Regions from separate parts of the Pan troglodytes genome. Here region 1 is linked to region 2. The links are chromatin contacts, called in public Hi-C maps. All regions are on one chromosome and are shown on one strand. Each heading gives the region's core, a stretch centred on a gene start, on an enhancer-like site or on the middle of the called end of the contact. The rest is flanking DNA. Distances are from core to core; before and after follow the strand shown.

What was found. Hi-C and Micro-C count contacts between places; a contact is called where the count stands out from the background.
Region 1: a contact with region 2 is called in a Hi-C map of stem cell-derived neural progenitor cells, with 4 times the contacts expected there. The contact joins the promoter of PDS5A here to the promoter of UBE2K in region 2. A contact is called at or near these places in 1 of 7 Hi-C or Micro-C datasets (stem cell-derived neural progenitor cells) and 1 of 1 datasets of contacts at active chromatin or transcription factors (stem cell-derived excitatory neurons).

Annotation. Positions count from the first base shown.
Region 1 is chr3:40,302,521-40,307,848 of NHGRI_mPanTro3-v2.0_pri, forward strand. It overlaps PDS5A (PDS5 cohesin associated factor A), which reads right to left and starts at 2,064. Exons shown (of 33, transcript XM_526554.8): 1 at 1,536-2,064; 2 at 511-688. The coding sequence starts at 648. It also overlaps the pseudogene LOC134809848.
Region 2 is chr3:40,024,294-40,029,312 of NHGRI_mPanTro3-v2.0_pri, forward strand. UBE2K (ubiquitin conjugating enzyme E2 K) reads left to right here and starts at 2,528. Exons shown (of 7, transcript NM_001246525.1): 1 at 2,528-2,747. The coding sequence starts at 2,685.

The sequences.
Region 1 (5,328 bases), core at 814-3,313, 280 kb after region 2:
CCTTTGAACGTATAGACTTAAATCATCTTACTTTAAGCCTGAATTATGAAAAGTCTGTACCTTCTGTCAAAGTTTAACCACCATATATACATATTTAAGCTTCTGGATATAGAAAATTATGCAAATTTTTAAAAAGGACTTTGCGCTTTAATCAATCCCCTTCAGAAGCTGAAAATAGGAAACTTCTTAGGCAAATTACTGCCTACACCTAAGTTTGCAAGCCACTCTGAACAGTATTCTCATCAAATACCTCCAGAAAAAACTCTAAAAACACAAATTCTTATGCTTGAAAACCATTAAGTTTTTGAAAAATCACACTCCTTTTAAATTTCCCACAATGGTTATATCCCTACAAAACTCAAAGATGTTATCTGAGATACAACAGTACCTTTCAGAGGGGGTAAGAGATCTAAAAAACTTGGAACTCTAAAGGCCAGACTGAGCAGGGTAGCAGTATCACAGGAGAAAGCGCCTTCTACCAAAGACATCAAAATCCGTCCAGACACTTACCTTCAGGCGTTTGATCATCTCGTCCGTGGTGATCTTGTCGGTGATCTCTTTTACCCCCGGAGGGTAAGCGATCTTCCCGTCGCTACTCACGACGCCACAGAGGGCAGTGGCAGGCTTGGGCTGCGCGGTGAAGTCCATCCTGGGGGACAACTTTTGGTTCACAGTCCTCTACCGGCCTCTATCGGTCAGAAAACCAAAGTTCAGCGGGAAAGGGGCGACTTTGTAACCTCTTTTTTCATTTCAAATCTCTCTAATCTGGAAAAGGCCCTGTCTCCCCAGAGGCCGGGGACCCGGCAGCGGCCTCGCCACCCGCTCTTTCCCAGGGATCGAACCCCGCCGGCCCCGCCAACCCGGCCCTGCCAGCCCCAGGCTCACGGGGCTCCTCCGCACCAGCCGCCGTGGCCGCGGGAGGCGCCGAACAGCGCCAGGAGTTTCCCATTCCGCCTTTCACAATGAAATCCACCCCCGAGCACCAGGGTCCGAAGTTTGGCGGCCCCGGGAGGCCGGCAAGGACCCCAAGGCCCCCGCTCGGCGGTGGGGAATTACCCAGTCCCGCCCGGCCAGTCCCCTCCGGGAAACCAGACCCGAGGCCTATAGGGCTCGGCTTAGGCCGCAAAACTAGGGACCCAGCGGACCCACGCGCAGCGGCGGCTCCCGGGAACAAAACGCCCTTGCCCAGCCAAGCCTCGGACCCGGGGTAGTCCCCGCCGCGCTGCCGCCCCTCCCCTGTTCCGCTCCCTCACCCCCGCGGGAGGGGAAAACAAGCCGCCCTCCACCCTCAGCCCCACGCCAGGAAGCGGCTGACGCGCCTCCGCACTTCACATTTTGTTCCTTCAACTTCGGCTGAGGGACCCCAGCTGCTTCTCTGGCCCCCGGCCGCTTGGCGCCTCCGGCACCGCCGAGGCCTTCCCGGCACCCTCGGGCGGCCCCACCGGGCCTCGGACCCGCGGCCCCCCCTCCAGTCTCCCCTTCCGTCCCCTCCCTCCAGCAGCCTAGGGCGGGAGCCGAGCCGCCGCCGCCTTTACCTCCTCCTCATGCGGGCGGAAGGTGCATCGAGCGCCCGGGCCTCTGTCAGGTGGTTGCGCCGCCGCCCCTAGTCGGGCTGCACACAAAGCGGCTCCGCGGGTCCCGCCGCCGCCGCCCGCCCGCCCGGGAGCGGCGCTGGGGCTGGCGGTGCCGAGGAGGAGCAGCCGCCGCGGGGGGAGACGCGGGGCGAGTGAGCGCTGGGCGGGGAGACAGTGCCGCTCTCCGTCTGGCCGAGGAAGAGCAGCCTCGAAGGCTCCTCCGGGAGTGTGTGCGCTTGTGTCCGTCCGGGACCCCCGCGGCCCGCCCACACGCACCTCACGCCGGCCCGGACCGCCGACTCGGACCCGGACGCCCCTCGCAGAGGCGCGCGCCCGGCCGTCCGTGCCCCGGGAGCCGGCGCCTCGCGCACACACCGGCCGGTCACGCGAGCGGCGCGAGAGCACGCGAGAGCAGCGCGCGCTCCTCGCTCCCTCCCCTTCCTCCGCCGGCCGTGCATCCGCCTCCCTCGGGCCCGAGGCGGCCGCGCGCAGGGCGGACAGCGCCGCCACCCGGTTGGCGCCAATACCTGCCGCGCGGGGCGCCTCCCGGAGGACCCGACCGGAGAGGGCGAGAGGAGGAGGAGCCCGGGAGGCGGGAAGCGAGCCCAGGTTCCCGCGGCCTTGCGAGGGCACGCAGGGCAAACAGCGCTTTATCTTTCGCAGCGGCGATGAGCTGGTGACTTTTGGGGGTCATCCTGAGGGACATAGAGGGAACTGGTTGGGAGGTAGTTAATTGCTCGGTGAAAATGAACTGATTTCCTCCTCAGGAAGAGATCTGCAAAGTCAAGGAAAGTTGTGCAATGGGGCGCAGCGTGAGCGGCTCACGGGTCTTCTGACAGCCACCCGAGTTGCCCACCCTCCTTAGATTTCTGAAGTTAATATTTTGAAAGCTGCAAAACATGAAAATAGCACTGGGTCGAGTCGTTCTCAAGGTATGGTCTTTGGGCCACCAGGCCTCACAGTCACTTTGGGTACTGGCTGAAAACGTAGGTTTCCAACTCCAAAGATTAAAAAACATAAAAATATATGTTTTTTTAACGTAAAAATATATATGAACATAAAACATATAAAAATATAACATATAAAATAAAACATTAAAAAATATAAAAAATATACATAAACATAAAAATCTCTGAGAGTGGAACCCAGAAATAAGCATTTATTAATTGGGTGGGTGATTCTTGTAAATAAGGAAGAGCTCATTTTTTAAAAATGTTTTAAACCTACCAAGCATTAACGTTTTCTGTCATCCAAAGGAAAACCACTATCAGGTAAAAACAGTGCACGCAGCAGTGTTTGAGCAATTTAATGTATGTAATTGAAACAAATTAACGCAAGAACATACACTTACCTATTTAAAAAAAATCAAGAGCATACACAAAATTTCCGAAGAGAAAGTTGAAAAAAGGATACGATAATATGAAATTGCATTCAGCTCTTGAAACTGACCACTACCATAGTTTAAAATGATATTCGATTGTTTATTCAAATTATTCTTGATGGGTACCCATTGGTCTATTTTTTTCCCACATCCTTTAACGTCAACTTAAAAATAGTAAAGGTACTGCATTTCAGCTCACTGACTTGTTTTTGACGTATTACACAAGAGCAGTCATTGCGAATCTGACACTCCACAGTTGCTGATTTGCTAGAACTCTGCCGAAAAGTCAATGCTTTGTTCTTGGGCATTTACAGTACCAGGCAGAATCCATTTAAAAGTGTCCTCATCCAAACTATTAAGTGGACCAAAAGCTGCTCTCTTTTTAGGCTCTCCCTGTCACTTTTGATATTTCTTTATTTTTTTCTTTTGAGACGGAATCTTACTCTGTCGCCCAGGCTGGAGTGCAGTGGCGTGATATCGGCTCACTGCAAGCTCTGCCTCCCGGGTTCACGCCATTCTCCTGCCTCAGTCTTCCGAGTAGCTGGGACTACAGGCGCCCGCCACCACGCCCGGCTAATTTTTTTTTTTTTGTATTTTTAGTAGAGACGGGGTTTCACCATGTTAGCCAGGATGGTCTCGATCTCCTGAGCTAGTGATCCGCCCGCCTCGGCCTCCCAGAGTGCTGGGATTATAGGCATGAGCCACCGCGCCCGGCCAAATTTGATATTTCTTTGTGTGTTACATTTAATTAAACAACAATGATTTTATCTTTCATTCTCCTCAGTAGCTTGCCCATTATTAAATGGAGTTTTGTATATGTACATATATTTTATTTTATTTATTTTTTATATTATTTTATTATTTTTTGAGATGAAGTCTCACTTTGTCACCCAGACTGCAGTGCAGTGGCATGATCTCGGCTCACTACAGCATCTGCCTCCCAGGTTCAAGCGACTTTTGTGCCTCAGGCCCCCAAGTAGTTGGGACTACAGGTGTGTGCCACCATACCGGGCTAATTTTTTTTTGAGACAGAGTCTCCCTCTGTCGCCCAGGCTGGAGTGTGGTGGTGTGATCTTGGCTCACTACAACCTCTGACTTCTGGGTTCAAGCAATTCTCCTGCCTCACCCTCCCAAGTAGCTGGGATTACAGGCGCCCGCCACTATGCCCGGCTAATTTTTGTTATTTTTAGCAGAGACAGGGTTTCACCATGTTGGTCAGGCTGGTCTCAAACTCCTGACCTCAGGTAATCTGCCCGCCTCACCCTCCCAAAGTGCTGGGATTACAGGCTTGAGCCACCGCGCCTGGCCTTACTGGTTGATTTCTTTTTTTTTTTTTTTTTAACATGGAGTCTCACTCTATCACCAGGCTTGAGTGCAGTGGTGCGATCTCGGTTCACTTCACCTCTTCCTCCCAGGTTCAAGCGATTCATCTGCCTCAGTCTCCCAAGTAGCTGGGACTACAGGCGTACGCCACCACGCCCAGCTTATTTTTATATTTTTAGTAGAGATGGGGTTTCACCATATTGGCCAGGCTGATCTCGAATTCCTGACCTCGTGATTTGCCCGCCTCGGCCTCCCAAAGTGCTGGGATTACAGGTGTGAGCCCCTGCGCCTGGCCTATTTTATTTTTTCGAGACGAAGTCTTGCCCTGTTGCCCAGGCTGGAGTGCAGTGGTACAATCTGGGCACACTGCAACCTACGCCTCCTGGGTTCAAGCAGATCTCCTGTGTCAGCCTCCCAAGATCTGGGACTACAGGCATGCGCCACCATGCCTGGCTAATTTTTGTATTTTTAGTAGAGACAGGGTTTTACCATGTTGGCCAGACTGGTCTCGAACTCTTGACCTTAGGTGATCCACCCACCTTGGGCTCCCAAAGTGCTGGAATTACAGGCATGAGCCACTGCACCCAACCTCCACCAAGCTTTTCTTCCTCGCTCAGTGCCCAAAACAATACCTTATATTATAGGCCTCTTTAAATAATTGTTTCACAAATGAAGGCCTGCCCTCCTGGTGGACCTTAATTTGTTTGGGGAGAAATAGACCAAAATAACAATAATACATGTATATGAAAATAAAGTAGGGAAGAATTGGGCACGGTGGCTTGCACCTGTAATCCCAGCACTTTGGGAGGGGGAGGCAGGCAGACTATTTGAGGTCACGAGTTTCAGACCAGCCTGGCCAGCATGGTGAAACCCCATCTCTATTAAAAAGACAAAAAATTAGACTCAGTGGCTCAGGCACCGTGGCTCAGGACTGTAATCCCAGCACTTTGGGAAGCCGAGGTGGGTGGATCACCTGAGGTCAGGAGTTCCAGACCAGCCTGACCAACATGGTGAAACCCTGTCTCCACTAAAAATACAAAAATTAGCCAG
Region 2 (5,019 bases), core at 1,278-3,777:
GGCGCCCGGCCTGTACCCTTCTAACTGGTCCCCCTTTGAGTATTCCAAGTTTCTTCACATTCCAAGATTAGGATTGGACAGTGATAATGTAAAGTGCTCACAAAGTTTTTGCACTCTTCAAAATAATTTTTTTAAGTCTACTGGCACAAATACATATAGCATTGCGTGATTTACATTATACCAATAATTCCTTGTACCATGACCTACGTATATGGTTGAGTCCTCTTAGGACCACTAGGGGGCTCTGCTAGAAGGGTTTATATAATTTATGTCAGCCCACTTAGGGGAAATGTTTTGAGATGATATTTTCGAATTCTGAACTCTTAAAACTTGAAAGAGATAATCTAATCCAGTTTTCTCGTTTCGTAGATGAGGAAATAAAAGCTGGCAAGAGAACTGCCATGGGAGAGAACTGGAATTTTAAAATCTCCTCTTGGTTCCTGGGGCGGGAGTTTAAGAAATTCTCTTTTGCCTTGTGCCCCCACTGATTCGCCTCCATTGGCTATTTCCATGTTTGCCACCACAATTTTAATTACTTTTGGTAAGACCATGTATTTGTGATATTTTTATAATAGATATTTTACTGATTGGCCAGGTGAAGGAAGTGCATGAAGTATAAACTTCTGAAATGACACCCTTATTACTTATTCCAAAATGTTCTATTCAAAATGCTTCTCAGTACCAAACCATTATTACTATGCACCTTAGAAACCACTTTCTTTTTTAAAAATTATTATCTTTAGAGACAGGATTTCACCATAGGGCCCAGGTTGGTCTCAAACTCCTGGGCTCAAGTGATCTGCTCCCCCTCGGCCTTCCAAAGTGCTGGGATTACAGGCGTGAGCCACCGCGCCCGACCAGAAACCACTTTCTTTTGTTTGTTTGTTTGTTGTTTTTTTTTTTGAGACGGAGTCTCGCTCCGTTGCCCAGACTGGAGTGCAGTGGCGCAATCTCGCTCGCTGCAAGCTCCGCCTCCCGGGTTCACGCCATTCTCCTGCCTCAGCCTCCCGAGTAGCTGGGACTACAGGCGCCCGCCACCACGTCCAGCTAATTTTTTTATATTTTTTTAGTAGAGACGGGGTTTCACCGTGTTAGCCAGGATGGTCTTGATCTCCTGACCTCGTGATCCGCCCGCCTCGGCCTCCCAAAGTGCTGGGATTACAGGCGTGAGCCACCGCACGTGGCCCAGAAACCACTTTCAAACTTACTTTCCACTTAAAATATTTTATACTTTTTGTTTTGTTTTGTTTTGTTTTGTTTGAGACAGAATCTTGCACTGTGGCCCAGGCTGGAGTGCAGTGGCGCGATCTCGCTCACTGCAACCTCCCACCCCCAGGTTCAAGCGATTTTCCTGCCTCAGCCTCCAGAATAGCTGGGATTACAGGTGCCTGCCACCACACCTGGCTGATTTTTGTATTTTTAGTAGAGATGGGGTTTCACCATGTTGGCCAGGCTGGTCTCGGACTCCTGACCTCAAGCGATCCGCCGCGCCAGCAAAAACGTTTTAGTCTTATCTGTACTCATTTACTCATTCAATATTTATTGAGTGCCTACTATCACCAGGCACCTTTGAGGCCTAGGTTTACAGAAATAAGGCTCCCCCTCCCCAACCCCGAGTCCCCTGAAGGGTACTGTAATTGTTTCCATTTCTCCAATTTTCACTTTAATATATGTGAATTTTCACATGCTTCAGTTCAGTGGTTCTCATAATGTGGTCCCGGAACCAGCACCAACAGCAGCAGCAACTGGGAGACTTGTTAGAAACGCAGTCTTAGGCCCACCCAACACTCTAGGGATGGGCATAGGAGTAAGTGTGTGTGTGTGTGTGTGTGAGAGAGAGAGAGAGAGAGAGAGATTGTGTGTGTGTGTCAAGCTCGGTATTAAATAGGTCAAAGATCAACATCTGGCTTCTAAACCCACCCTCAGGCCTCTCCACCGAGTACCTGTCTCAAACCCAATCTGATCCAACAATAACCAGCCTTAATTCAATAATCTGTGCTACCTGAGATGATGGGAATAATCGTGGTACTATAAATGTTGCAGAACAAAAACGACTGCAGTAGATTTTCTGGGGCTACACCAACTGAAAATGGGCCGGACCGAGATCCGGGAGAGCGTTTTCCTGCGCTAGACACGGCGTTCAGCCTCCGGGTTCCGGGTCTAGCTGAGTCAGGGCGGCGTTCCAGCCGAGTGCGGCGTCGGAAACCCGTTCGGTTGCGCCCGAACCTTCGGTCAGAGGCCAGCGCTGGAAGCCCAGACCACAGCACCCGGGTTTAAACAGGAGCGGAGGCGCCGGGAAGGACCGGGGGGGCCGGCTAGGGCCGGCCAGCTTGGAAGCCGCACCCTCGCGGCCCCAGACGCCGGCAGGGCGGAGCCACGCGGCCGCAGCCCCAGCCGAGACGCGAGCTCGTGGCTCGGGCGTACGGGGGGCTACAACGGGAGCGGCTGCGCCGCCCGGCCGGGTCAACGTCGTGCGCATGCGCCGACCCGGCGCCATTTTGGTGGCCGGGCGCGGAGGTGATTCCACACTGAAGGGAGCGCGGCGGCCAGGGTGGTAGTGGCAGTGTTCGTGTGCTCAGGTCTGAATCGCCGAGGGAGGAGGCGGTGGAGGAAGAGGTGGCGGCGGTGGCGGTGGTCGTAGCGGTGGCGGAGGAGGCGGGTACGAATCAGCTGCGGGCGGAGACATGGCCAACATCGCGGTGCAGCGAATCAAGCGGGAGTTCAAGGAGGTGCTGAAGAGCGAGGAGGTCAGAAATGAACTCCCGGATATCCCCTACCTCTGCCTGGGGCGGGAGGGTCCTCCCAGCTGCGACCCCGATATCCCCGGTAGTCCCTGGGTGGTCCTCCTTGCGGCCGCCCTTCTGCCTGTGAGGAAGCACCAGTGTTCCCCTCCTCCTTCCGCCGCCTTCCCCTCCCCTCCCAGAGCGCTAGGATGGACGGTCTCGCGGGCGGGTGGTCTGGGGTGGAACATGGTTTGGGGAGGTGATGGACAGGGGGCAACTCCTCGGAGGGGTGGAAGCTCACAAGAGAACCCGAGGCGGTGGCCGCAGCTGGAAATGTGGCTGTGGGGTGGGGAGGGAGCAGGCCGAGCCTGAGAAAACCCGGGAAGTGGGTTGGGGGAAGGGGAAAGGTGGTAACTGGATCCCAAGAGCAGTGCTGCTCGAAGGCCCACACTTTTGAGGGTATTCGGGGTTATTGCCTGTCAGGCCTTCACTGTTCTTTTCTTAGGGAAGGAGCAGTGAGTCCTTAGGTATTGATTAAAAAGGAAGGACATTCAGAGTTAGTCCTTCTTAGTTGGGTGTTAGGAGTCAAAGGGAGACATAATAGAATACTGTCGTATTTGGTGGCAGGGGTAAGGGAATTTTCACCTGAGTTAGCAAGTTAATTCCAAATAAGATAATTATCTCTTTTCCACTTATCCCCCAGATTCCTAGGCCTCATCTTTATTGACATCTCAATCTTTTGAGTGGGCAAAGGCAAGGTGTTTGGTGTATTAAAGACATGTAAATATTGTTAGTTAGGAAACAAATAATGGAATGTATGAGTAGCTTATTTCAAAATATTGTTTACAAGTTACAGATCAGAGAGACTGTCCTAAGACAGTGCCTCTGTGACTCGTGTTGTGCCACGAAACTTCATTATAATGTCCCTCATAGTTAACTTGATTCTTACTTTTGAAAAGCAGACCTATTAAAAATGTGAAATTTCACCAGATTAATACATTGTTTCATCTCCTTATTGAGATTTATCACGACTTAACAGATTTTCAAAAAAGTTGCCTCCCGTTGCTCTTAAGTCCTGCAGAATTTAGATACATTTGTACTACGTTTATTTATGTAAGATATTCACAGTGCTCTAGTAATTTGACTCAAAATTATGCAAGTATTAGTACAGTTTCTCATACCAAGATCAACAAGAATGCCAGATTGTCTTCCCCACATGAATTAAACAAAAAGTAATACAGAAAATGATTATTTTTAAGATTCACATACCATTATTGAATATATCATTGCTATTTGTGTTTTTCTTTTACGGTTAGTACTTTAATAGTGTCAATAATAATTTGTGAAATTCAGCATTCTAAGTATGTGATGAGTATACATGGAGAAAAAATTATTTAAAATTCAAAAATGACAACAGACTTATTGAAAGTAGTATATAAGTCATGGTCGGTTTTACAGAGCATGTGTATGAACTCTGACCTCTATGTTTGTTCATATGCTAAAACTCTGAATGGAAGGATGACTTTGTATTTTGTGGTACAATGCAGAAGTAGAGTCATAAGTGTCTGTACTGATACAATGAAACAGCAATTTTAACTTATTTAATATGAAAATGTATTCCAGGTTAGTTGACATATATACTCCTAATGAAAGATAGCAGGTAATATTGTTGCCAACAACTGGAAACATTTCTTGTTTAATAAGGTTGTACAAGCCTGAAACTTAATAGACTTTTAATGCTTTATTTTCTGTTACTGTAAGTAACAGAAACAGTAAGTTACTACTCTGGTAATTAATGTGGTCTCTTTGCTTTTTATGAGCTGACTTTTCACCGTGGTATTCTTAGTACTAAGTTGAAGATTACCAGAAATACTTGTATTGCTCTCTAGTAATGCATATTAAAAAAACACTGCTCTTTATACGTAAGGGATGATGAAGCCTTACTTCAGATAAGCATCAAAAGTGTTTCAGAAGAAGAAAACAGGAAATGCAAATAGACAGGTTTTTTGTTGTTTTTGTTGTTTGTTTGTTTTGTTTAGAACAGTACCTGTATAAATATGGAAGGAAACTTCAGGGAAAATAAGTTGCAAAGAACATTTAGGAAAGGGTCACATCATTTAATCTTGGAATAAATATAACCAATAAATAGCTTATTTTCACCAGTATTTTTTGATATTTTAGTAGCCCCAGTTCTATAAGTGTATTGTTATTTTCAACTCATTGAAGACTTGTAGTATAGTCCATGTGTTTCCTTTTTAAGGGTGTAAATACAGTCTTTTGAATGGCTGATCAAATA